Regions from separate parts of the Mus musculus genome. Here region 2 is linked to region 1. The links are chromatin contacts, called in public HiChIP or PLAC-seq maps. All regions are on one chromosome and are shown on one strand. The core of a region is the stretch at or near the end of the contact, and the rest is flanking DNA. Distances in the headings are between cores, read along the strand shown.

Evidence for each region. HiChIP or PLAC-seq counts read pairs in DNA pulled down with a chosen protein or histone mark.
Region 2: a FOXA1 HiChIP or PLAC-seq map of pancreatic cancer cells shows a contact between it and region 1. The contact joins the enhancer-like site here to the promoter of Prkaca in region 1. A contact is called at or near these places in 3 of 39 promoter capture datasets (the HPC-7 cell line, cranial neural crest and embryonic stem cells), 1 of 115 datasets of contacts at active chromatin or transcription factors (pancreatic cancer cells) and 2 of 9 other capture datasets (adipose tissue and liver).

What each region holds. Positions count from the first base shown.
Region 1 is chr8:83,969,888-83,974,249 of GRCm38.p6, reverse strand. It overlaps Prkaca (protein kinase, cAMP dependent, catalytic, alpha), which reads right to left and starts at 1,272. Exons shown (of 10, transcript NM_008854.5): 1 at 1,018-1,272. The coding sequence starts at 1,063. Asf1b (anti-silencing function 1B histone chaperone) reads right to left here. Exons shown (of 4, transcript NM_024184.2): 4 at 4,055-4,362.
Region 2 is chr8:84,706,260-84,711,062 of GRCm38.p6, reverse strand. It overlaps Nfix (nuclear factor I/X), which reads left to right. Exons shown (of 11, transcript NM_001371053.1): 11 at 2,386-4,803. The coding sequence ends at 2,400. Among named protein-coding and RNA genes, the nearest start is that of Lyl1, 7.2 kb to the right of the region's middle. Within about 2 kb of position 1,707, at least 37 of the 459 cell types and tissues checked have an H3K27ac peak or open chromatin away from gene starts, as enhancers often do. A contact at or near this core is called in liver and pancreatic cancer cells, where this site is marked.

The sequences.
Region 1 (4,362 bases), core at 23-2,522:
TATTGCTGGATGGCGTTACCCCAATGCGCGCAATTCTTCTGACCATCCCCATTCAGTGGAATGAGCCTTTGCTATTCATTTCATCCGCAGTTTCAAACCAGCCCCAGGGGCTGGGTGAACGACAGAACCGCAGTTGTGAAACGACCATTTATTGAGGGGCCTTCTAAGGAACCCAGACCTCAGGGTAGGCCAGGAGGGTGCTCTGCCGCTTTACCTCACCCGCAACCCAAGAAAAAGGACAGACGTAATGGCTCTGAGCAAGACCAGCTCCAACTTGGATAAGGAAGCGCAGAAGCAGCTCTCTAGGTTCATAAACAGTCTGCCACCCCAGCCAGGGCCAGACGAATGCACGGAGGAGGTGGAGTGACAGGATGAGAGGGGCAGAGGGACCCAGAAAGATCTTGTCCCCCATGCCAAGTGACACAGAAGGGAAAAACAATGCAGGAGGTGGCCCCGGGAAATGCTCATGGGGGTGGGGGTGGCTTGGAGGTGGGAGCTGTGATGAGGTGAATCGGGCAGGGGTAGGAGAAAGATGGCGGGGGCTGGAGGGGGAGGGGTGTGGTCACCAAGTGGCCAAGGTCCCTGCAGCGTGGACCCCACAGCACTCCCGAAACTGGCAGGAGCCTGGATCAGGGTCAGGCATTGGGGCGCTGTGTGGGAAAGGTAAGTGACGAAGTGGGAGGGGGTATAGAATCTGGAGAAAGGGACTAGGAGAAGAGGGGTTGGTGTGGTGACAGGGCCTCATCTGGGGCCCCGGCGGTCATACATGCAATGGTTGGCAGTGACAGCTGGGTGGGGGGGCACGGCCTTTGCAGTGGGGGATGGTAGGCCATGGGCACCAGGCCCTACTGGGGGCAAAGTATCTCTGCGGTGATCCGACCCCAACGTGAACAGGCAGCAGGCAGGGGTGCAGGCAGACAAGATTGGGGGGGCATATGGGGGAGGGGCCATGCAGTGATGGGCATTGCGCGGGCAGGCCGCACGCAGTGAAGATCAGGGTGACGGCCGGGCACTCACCGCTCTCCTGCTCGCTGCCCTTCTTGGCGGCGGCGGCGTTGCCCATCGCGGCGGCGTCGCGGCCGGGGCCAGTCCCGGAGCTGCGACGCGGCGGGTGCTAAGGTGGCCGGCGGCCCCGGAGCGCGCTGGGCAGCGGAGGCGGCGGCCCCTGGGGCTGGCTGCGCTGGCTGCGGCGCCACGACCCCCGCCCAGCCCCTGCTTCCCGCGTCTCTCTGCGCCCGCCCGCGGGGGAGCCTCAGCCCAAGTCCTCTGTCCGTGACGCCCCCGCAGCCCACCGCCCATTGGTTCAGGCCTCCCTGACTGACAGCCCTACGCCGCTGTCCATTGGCCCTCCGGAACCCTCCCGCGCCACCATAGGCTCCTGGATGAGTGACGCGAGTTGCAGACTCTCCGCCACTCACGGGCTCGTGAGGCCGCAGTCGGGCGGGCGAACGCACGTGATTGGCCGAGAAGCCCGAGAGGGCTTGGGGCTGCCCCTGCGAAGCCGTCGATTGGCGGAGACAGGCGGCCCCGGCTAGTGTCAGTCCCGGGGTGAGAGGGCGGGGCAGCGGCTCAGGCTGCGGCCCGGGCAGCGGGCGGGGCGGAGGCTGCGGCGGCTGGAGGGTGGCTGGGTGGCAGGCGCTGCGAGGTGCGGGAGGCGGCCCGGCGGACGCCCGTGCGGCAATGTGCGCGCTGCAGTCTCCCGCCCCTGCCCAGTGCGGCAGCGGCCACGGGCCAGAGGTTGACGCCACGGCGGGCCGGCGCAGCGGCTGTCCACCTGCCAGGGGGGGAGGGGCGGGCTGGCGCCGAGGGTCAAGGGTCGCCGGGCGCCGTTCGGTGTCATTCATAAGGAGGCCCGACACTGGGCAGCCGTGACCCAACTAGCTCGGGGTCCGCTTTGGTTTGCTCGCGACACAACTGGAGCTGCAAGGGGATGTTGGACCCAGAACTGAGGGCGTGCTGGGAGGAGACTCAGAGTATCTACACTCTTTGCTAAGGCTCAACCCTAGGCCCCTGAAAAGTAGTAACTACGGACGCCAGCCAAGTGCATTACTTCTTGTACCTTGCACGTTGGGCCTGCCATACTCCCATTTTATGGAGGCTCGGTCAGGCTAGTTCCTTGCTCTTAACTAATCTCCATTGCCTAGACATGACCAACATAACCTGCCCCTTTTGGGCAGGAAGAGAGCCGTTCTCCTTCCTTCTGGATGCTCATCTTTAAATTTTGTTTTTATGCAATGCTGGGGATTGAACACGATGCATACTCCCTGCGAAGTAAGCATTGTACCACTGAACTAGAACCTCACTCGGTGTTCTTTCAAGTCTGCACTGTCAGAACGTGGTCAGTTTCCCACCTTGCCACTGACACCAGGGGCCTGAGCACTCTGCTGGAGGGTCTCCTGCACACTAGGTTGATATCAGAACCCCACCCTCACACTCTGGATGCTGGTACTCTTCCATCTGTCTGCTGCCTGGGACAACACAAACATCTCCAGATACTGCTAAATGTACTCTTGGAAACAAATTATCCCTACCCTCACCAGAGCTCTGTAATAGAGGGTGGCCAGGGTGGACGGTGCTGGGTGGACGGTGCTGAGTGGACGATGAGCTACCTCTCCTGGACTCCAAAGGGTAGTTGACTCTGAGGTACATATACCTATAGACTCACTGCTCAACAATGCACAACCAGCTTCTAAGCCAATAACTATATGTACTCCTGCTACTAGGTCAGCTGCAGTCCCCGAGGGGGAAAGTACCCTGCCAGAAAGTACGGTTCCTCTGGATTATGCGAGTTGGCTGAACAGACAAATACTCCATCTCTGATTTGGGGAGTTTTGCCACAGCTAAGTGAAATTATCTAAATTGTGGCTCTGTGTGTCCTTGGGTCACAATGTTGCTCTATGCCTGTGGGTCAAGGTCAGAGTGAGAAAAAAATCACTGGCCGCCATCTATTGAACAGCTGGCATACTTAAGCTTGGACAAAACAGAACCAAAATTAAAAAAAAAAAATGGGCAAAGAAAAATAGGCTTTGACCCCCAGGTTGTGGTGCAAACTGTACAACTAGTTGAGACTGGAATTAGGGGAGCAAGCAAAGGGAGAAGGTCCAGCCACTGTAAGGACAAGAAGTTACTCATGATATGAAAGTGACAAAGCTGTTCAGCCACAGAAGGACAAAAAAGAAAACAGCATATTACAAAACTTTTTACAGGCACCAGCTGACTTAAGAGCACTGGCTGCTTTCTGGAGGATTGGTTCAATTCCCAGCTCCCCACATGGAGATTCACAGCCACTTCTAGAAGCTCCAAAGCCCTCTTCTGGTCTCTGCAGACACCAGTCGTGGTACACAGCCGGCCCATACAGGCAAAATACCCAAAACACATAAAATAAAATTAAAAAAAAAGTTTTAATCCAGGCAAGGTAGAGCATGCCCTTAATCCTAGCACATGGGAGGCAGAGGCAGGTAGATTTCTGAGTTTGAAGCCAGCCTTGTCTCAGATCAAGTTCCAGGATAACTAGAGAAACTCTATTTCAAAAAAGACACACAAAAACAAAACAACAACAACAAAAAAACCTAAAAAACAAACTAACAAACCAACCTCTCCCCCCACCCCCGTAAAAAAACAACAAAACAACAAAACCACCACCACCATAAACCCTAAAGAAAAACAACCAAACAAAACAAAATAACCATTAAGCTGGGCAGTGGTGGCGCATGCCTTTAATCCCAGCACTTGGGAGGCAGAGGCAGGCAGATTTCTGAGTTCGAGGCCAGCCTGATCTACAAAGTGAGTTCCAGGACAGCCAGAGCTACACAGAGAAACCCTGTCTCGAAAAACAACAACAACAACAACAACAACAACAACAACAACAACAAAAAAAACCAACATTAAAACAACCCTTTTGCAGGTATGGTATTGTACACTTTTAATCCTATCACTCGAGGCAGAGGAGGCAGAGGCAGAGGCAGGTGGATCTCTGGTCTACAGAATGAATCCCAGGCCTGCTATGTGTGAGTGGGTGGACGGAGGAGAGGGGAGAGAAAAAAGCAAAACAATCTAGATGAAGTGCTTTTATTCTTAAGACAACCAAAACTTTTAATATAAAACCTTTTAATATACACACTGCAATCACAATAGCATACATGTAGCAGCAAGGGAACTAAGGGCTTAGGATAGAGGTGGATGGAATGGGAGTTTTTCAGGTCAGCCTGCCAAACACCTCCTTTATCCCAGAGTATTTGGGTATAGCATGAGAATGAACATGTGGTCAAAGCAAACCCTGATGACTCTATGGGGCCAGAATGCATGAAGCAGGACCTCCAATATACCTACCTAGGGCAATCCTCTCAGAAAGCCAGGCTCAGT
Region 2 (4,803 bases), core at 458-2,957, 740 kb before region 1:
GAGTGTGTGTAATGCCTGCATGTGGGCGTGTGCACCACTGGATGCGTGTGGAAATCAGAAGACACGTCTTTTCAGTCACTTCTCTCTTTCCACCTTTAGGCTTAGGAATTGAGTTCAGGTCCTTACATGCTGGGACTAAAGGAACAAGATACCACCTCTCCAAATCCATCGCTAATTCCTGTGTTTAATGACCCCGTTTCACACGGGCACTTAATACAGTCTCAAACCAGAGCCTGAGGGACAGAGTCCAGTGTGAGCTGATCAATATTGGAATAGTAATGTTTTACCTTTTTGATTTGGTTTTTGGTTTGGTTCTTTTGTTTGTTTGGTTGGTTTTGTTTTTTTGTTGTTGTTGTTGTTGTTGTTGTTTTTTTTTTTCTTGAGACAGGGTTTCTCTGTATAGCCCTGGCTGTCCTGGAACTCACTTTGTAGACCAGGCTGGCCTTGAACTATGAAATCCACCTGCCTCTGCCTCCCAAGTGCTGGGATTAAAGGCGTACGCCACCACTGCCCGGCATTTTTTTGCTTTTTTAAATAAGAGTTGGAACCCAGGGCCTCAGATATGCTAGACAAGGCCATACTCCTAGCCCCAATAGTGGTGGGGTTTTTATTTTTATTTTGTTTTTGAGCCAGGATATAATAGGCTGACCTCAAACTTGGTCCCTTTGTGTAGCCTCCTGTGTGTTGGAATTACTAGCAAGTTCCATCACACCTAGATCCAATAGTATTTTTTGTTTCTCTGAATTTCAAGGCAGTGCCTGACTCTGTAGCCCAGGCTGGCCTAGGACTCACTGTGAAGCCCTGTACTCAAATTACACACAATCTTCTTGCCTCTAAGTGCTGAGATTACAAAAATAAGCCACCAGTTTTGGCTTCTAATAGTGTGTTTATTTTTGAGACAGGGTGTCTCAATGTAACCCTGGTTGTCCTGGAACTCACTATGTAGACCAGGCTGGCCTCCAGCTATTGAGAGATCCACCTACTGGGATTAAAGTCATGTACTACCATGGCTGGCTCTGGCAATATTTTAAACATTGGAAATTTTCACATGAAATTCTGCCTGAATCTCTGGCTTCTTTTGAAAAGTTGGCCACTCCGGGAGCCTGGCACCTTCACCCCAATTTAACAGGCTGGACTCTACCTAGGCAGAGCACAGACATTTGCTTCCAGCCTGCTCATGGTTGGTGCACACGCAGCAAATAGGACCACAGGCTCTTACCCACTCCCTGCATCTGAGTTCTGTTGCCTGAGGACTGTGACTATAAGCAGCTCAAGGTCATACATTCTGTGTGTGCCTAGCATCAGTGTGGGCTTGAGACAAGGGTGGAATGAGGAAACATCTGGTGTGTAGAGTGTATATCTGGTGTGTGTGTGTGTGTGTGTGTGTGTGTGTGTGTGTGTGTGTGTGTGTGTGCGCGCGCGCGCGCGCGCATCTGTCTGTCTGGTACTGTAGACCCAAGTCTAGGAGATAGAGCTCCAAGATGATATCCCTAGTTGCGATATCACGGACCCTCATTTTGTTGTGATGATACTGCCAGGTACCCAAGCAAAGAAGAGGTCTGGAGAAGAGTCCTCCACTCACTCTTGGACTGGAAACCAGACTCAAGCCTTTGATGGAGGGCGTTGCCAAGCAGCCAGCCCCAGGGGTTCACCCTGTGTATACTGTGTGTTCACTGCCAGCAGGGCCCTATATACGGGAAGGCAGCGCCCCCTGCTGGCTTCCCTGGGGGAAGCAATATCCACCGTAGTGTGCTTCAGAAAGCTCCTTCCCCAGTCTGGTGCCCAAAAGGCCCACGACCGGTCAGGGTGGGTGGGCTCTGGCCCCCTCCCCCAGTCCTGGCCCTAGTAGAGCTGAAGCCATGTGGTTCCCTGCCCCCAAGTCTTTCAGCCTGAGGGACAGGACGTTGGCTGGGATGTACAGACGTGAATTTCTGCTTTTAATCCAAAGGGACAGAAAGAAAACTCAGCAAGAACTCAAGCTGGGCCACCCCCACCCTACTCCCCCAACCCCTGTGGGTACAAAAGCCCCAGCCTGGCATCCTCCCCACCTTCCAGGTTCCACACAAAAACCTAAACAATTGCAAACATGGCCAGATCCCAGGTCTGTGCCAGTGCCAGCCATGGGGGTCCCACCCGCTGGGCACCGTGCCCACGGGAAGGCCAGCTGGACTCTTGCACTGGGGTCTGGGGGGGATTCCCTCAGAGGGTGGAGAGAATGATTTGGCTTCCTCCATTGGGGTCTGATGCTCAGCACCCTGGCCCCTCTCCCGGGAGCTCACTGTAGAGGTTGGAGATCATGGGGTGGGGGGGCGGGATGAAATGGGAGTTGGGACCTGCCCCAGCTGTTCTCACGGTCGCTTTTTTTTTTTCCTGATCCCATTACAGTCCTGGTTCCTCTGATTAAGATCAACAAAGAAACAACTAAATTTAAAAAAGGAAAAAAAAAAAAGAGGTTCCTCAAAATGGGGGAGAAGAAATTTTGAGACATGGAAATATCCCCCAGCCCAGCCCCACCGAAAAGCAAAACTTAGACGTCGTCAGCCACTCAGCCCTTCCCTCCTCCAGCCCTGGTACCCCCGCGTTCCAAAGCCGCCCAGTTCTGGGAGTCCTCGGAAAGGGGTCTCAGCGGAGCTGTACACCAGCAGCCAAGCAGAAAGAAGCATGCTAAGCGGACTCTGCTAAGCAGAGGACAAACAGAAAGAAAGGATGCAACAAGACTGCCTTCCTCCTACTCAGCCTGGCCTTCCCAGGAAGGAGCAGCCAGCTCACTGGCCGGCCACCCTGGCAGTTCCTGGGGACCCCACCCTCCGCTGGACTTAAGCTTCCCAAGGAGCCCAGAGGAACAGCTCGTAACAATAGTAGACATTCGAGCTCCCCTCCGGACTTCGTCTCTTTCCCTCACCCCACCCCCCACTCCCCAACCTCTCTTGCCCTTCCTGGGAGCCTCTGCTCAGGCTTCTGGCCCCAGCTGCTCTGGACCAGGCTAGGGCGTTCCCGGGTAGGTAAGGGATGCTTCTTAGAGCTAACTGAATTCAGCCTGAGTCCAGAATAGAGGGTGTTCTGCCACCCCATTTTGAACCGCCCGGGCAGTTCTCGGGCTGGACACCCTCTGTACAGCACACAGGAAAGTCAGAATGCTCTGGACTGGACGCCCAGCCCAGCATAGGCACCTTCTTCCACGCCCGCAGGACGCAAGGGCTGCTGCCCTCTGCCACGCCCCTAGTGAAGGGAGTCGGCCCCAGGTCGCCCCGCACCCCAGCCCTGCATGCAGGTGCCCTTGCTCCGCCCCTCTGCCCTGCCCCTGCCCTTGCTGCACACAGCCCTCCAGGGGCCGGCTGAGAGTGGAGCAGAAAGGGCCCCCGGAGCTGAGCGAGGAGGACAAGGCAGCCTCCACCTGCGCTAGGTAGGCGTCCTGCTCTCGAGACTTTGAGTTCCTGTGGAGGGTGGGGGGTGTCATCCTTTTAAAAGAGTGTTCTGGAGCTTTCTGGTCCCCTTCCCTTCCCACCACGCCCCGTGGCCACTTCTCCCTAGATTTTAGCTGTAATGTCTTTCCTCTTTATTTAGGGGTGGGGCAGTCATTGTTTGGGTCTTTCGCTGTTTGCAGTTGGGAACTCCTCTGTTTGAGCAACTTGGGAACAATTTCGTAACACACCACAGGAAGCAGTTCTCCTCCCAGCCCCCTCCTCCAGTAAGGGATGGCGGAGGCTTGTCCAGAGGGTCTTGAGAAGCCCCCTGGGAGGGAGGGGAACGCGAGCACGCCAGACCCCCTGCAGGGTGACTGGGCCCCTCTGGCTTGTCTTTCTGTGCCTTAGTCCTCCTTCCCTGCATCTCCCCTCCCAGGCCCGTTCTCAAGGCCATGCGCCTCTCTCCGGTATGAAAACACAAAGCACAGGTCAGGATCTTCCGAAAGTCGGTCCAACATTGCACCACGTGGGGGTGGGTTGTGGGCTTTATTTATTGAGAATCTAGTTGGTGAGGCTGCGGCCCTGAACAGGAGAATGGCCGCTAGCAGGGAGCTCGGGGCTGCGAGGCGGCTGTCCCTGCGTTCTGTGTGGAAGTTGAGCGAAGCCCTCCCCTGCGGCGTCGAGGGCCAGGCCGGGGTGGACGTCCAGCGGGGGGAGGCCTCCCTGTGCGAGGGGAGGGAGCCCCAGGGTGGGGGGCCGGGCGGGCCGGGCGTGACGCGCGGTCAAAGTGCAATGATTTTTCAGTTCGGTTGGCTAAACAGGGTCAGAGCTAAGAGCTAGCGAAAGAGGGTCCCTGCCCGGCCGCGTGCGCCTCTTCGGTCGGTCGAGGACAGTCGGGCTGTGGGCGCTGTGGGATTGCGGGGCACACGCCCCGGGCGAGGTCAGAAGCTGCAGGCCAGCTGGGCCGGGGCCCAAGGTGCCCGAGAGAGGTACCCTCGGGAGGACTGGGGTGGGGGTGGTGCTCCTTTCCCAAGTGGTGGTGTGAGGGGCAGGCAGGCAGGGACGATGAGGGCGACAGATGTGGGGACGTGTTTAGGAGAGGAAACAACCCACAAAAAAATATAGGGGAAATTAACCTTTTTTTTTTTATTGAACCAAGTGCAATGCATCAGAGAGTTTTCCTATCTTTGTATGTTAAGAGATTAAGAAAAAAAATTCTATTTTTGTTGTAATGTCCTCGCGGCTCTGGGGACGCTAAAAGAACTGGGCCTGCCCTGCCCTTAGCGGGGATGAAAGCTGAGTGTTTTCCTTTTTTTTGTTTTTTTTTTTGTTTGTTTTCCTTTTTGATAGTTTTCTGGGTTTTTGTTTGTTGGTTTGGTTGGTTGGTTTTTTTTTTGTT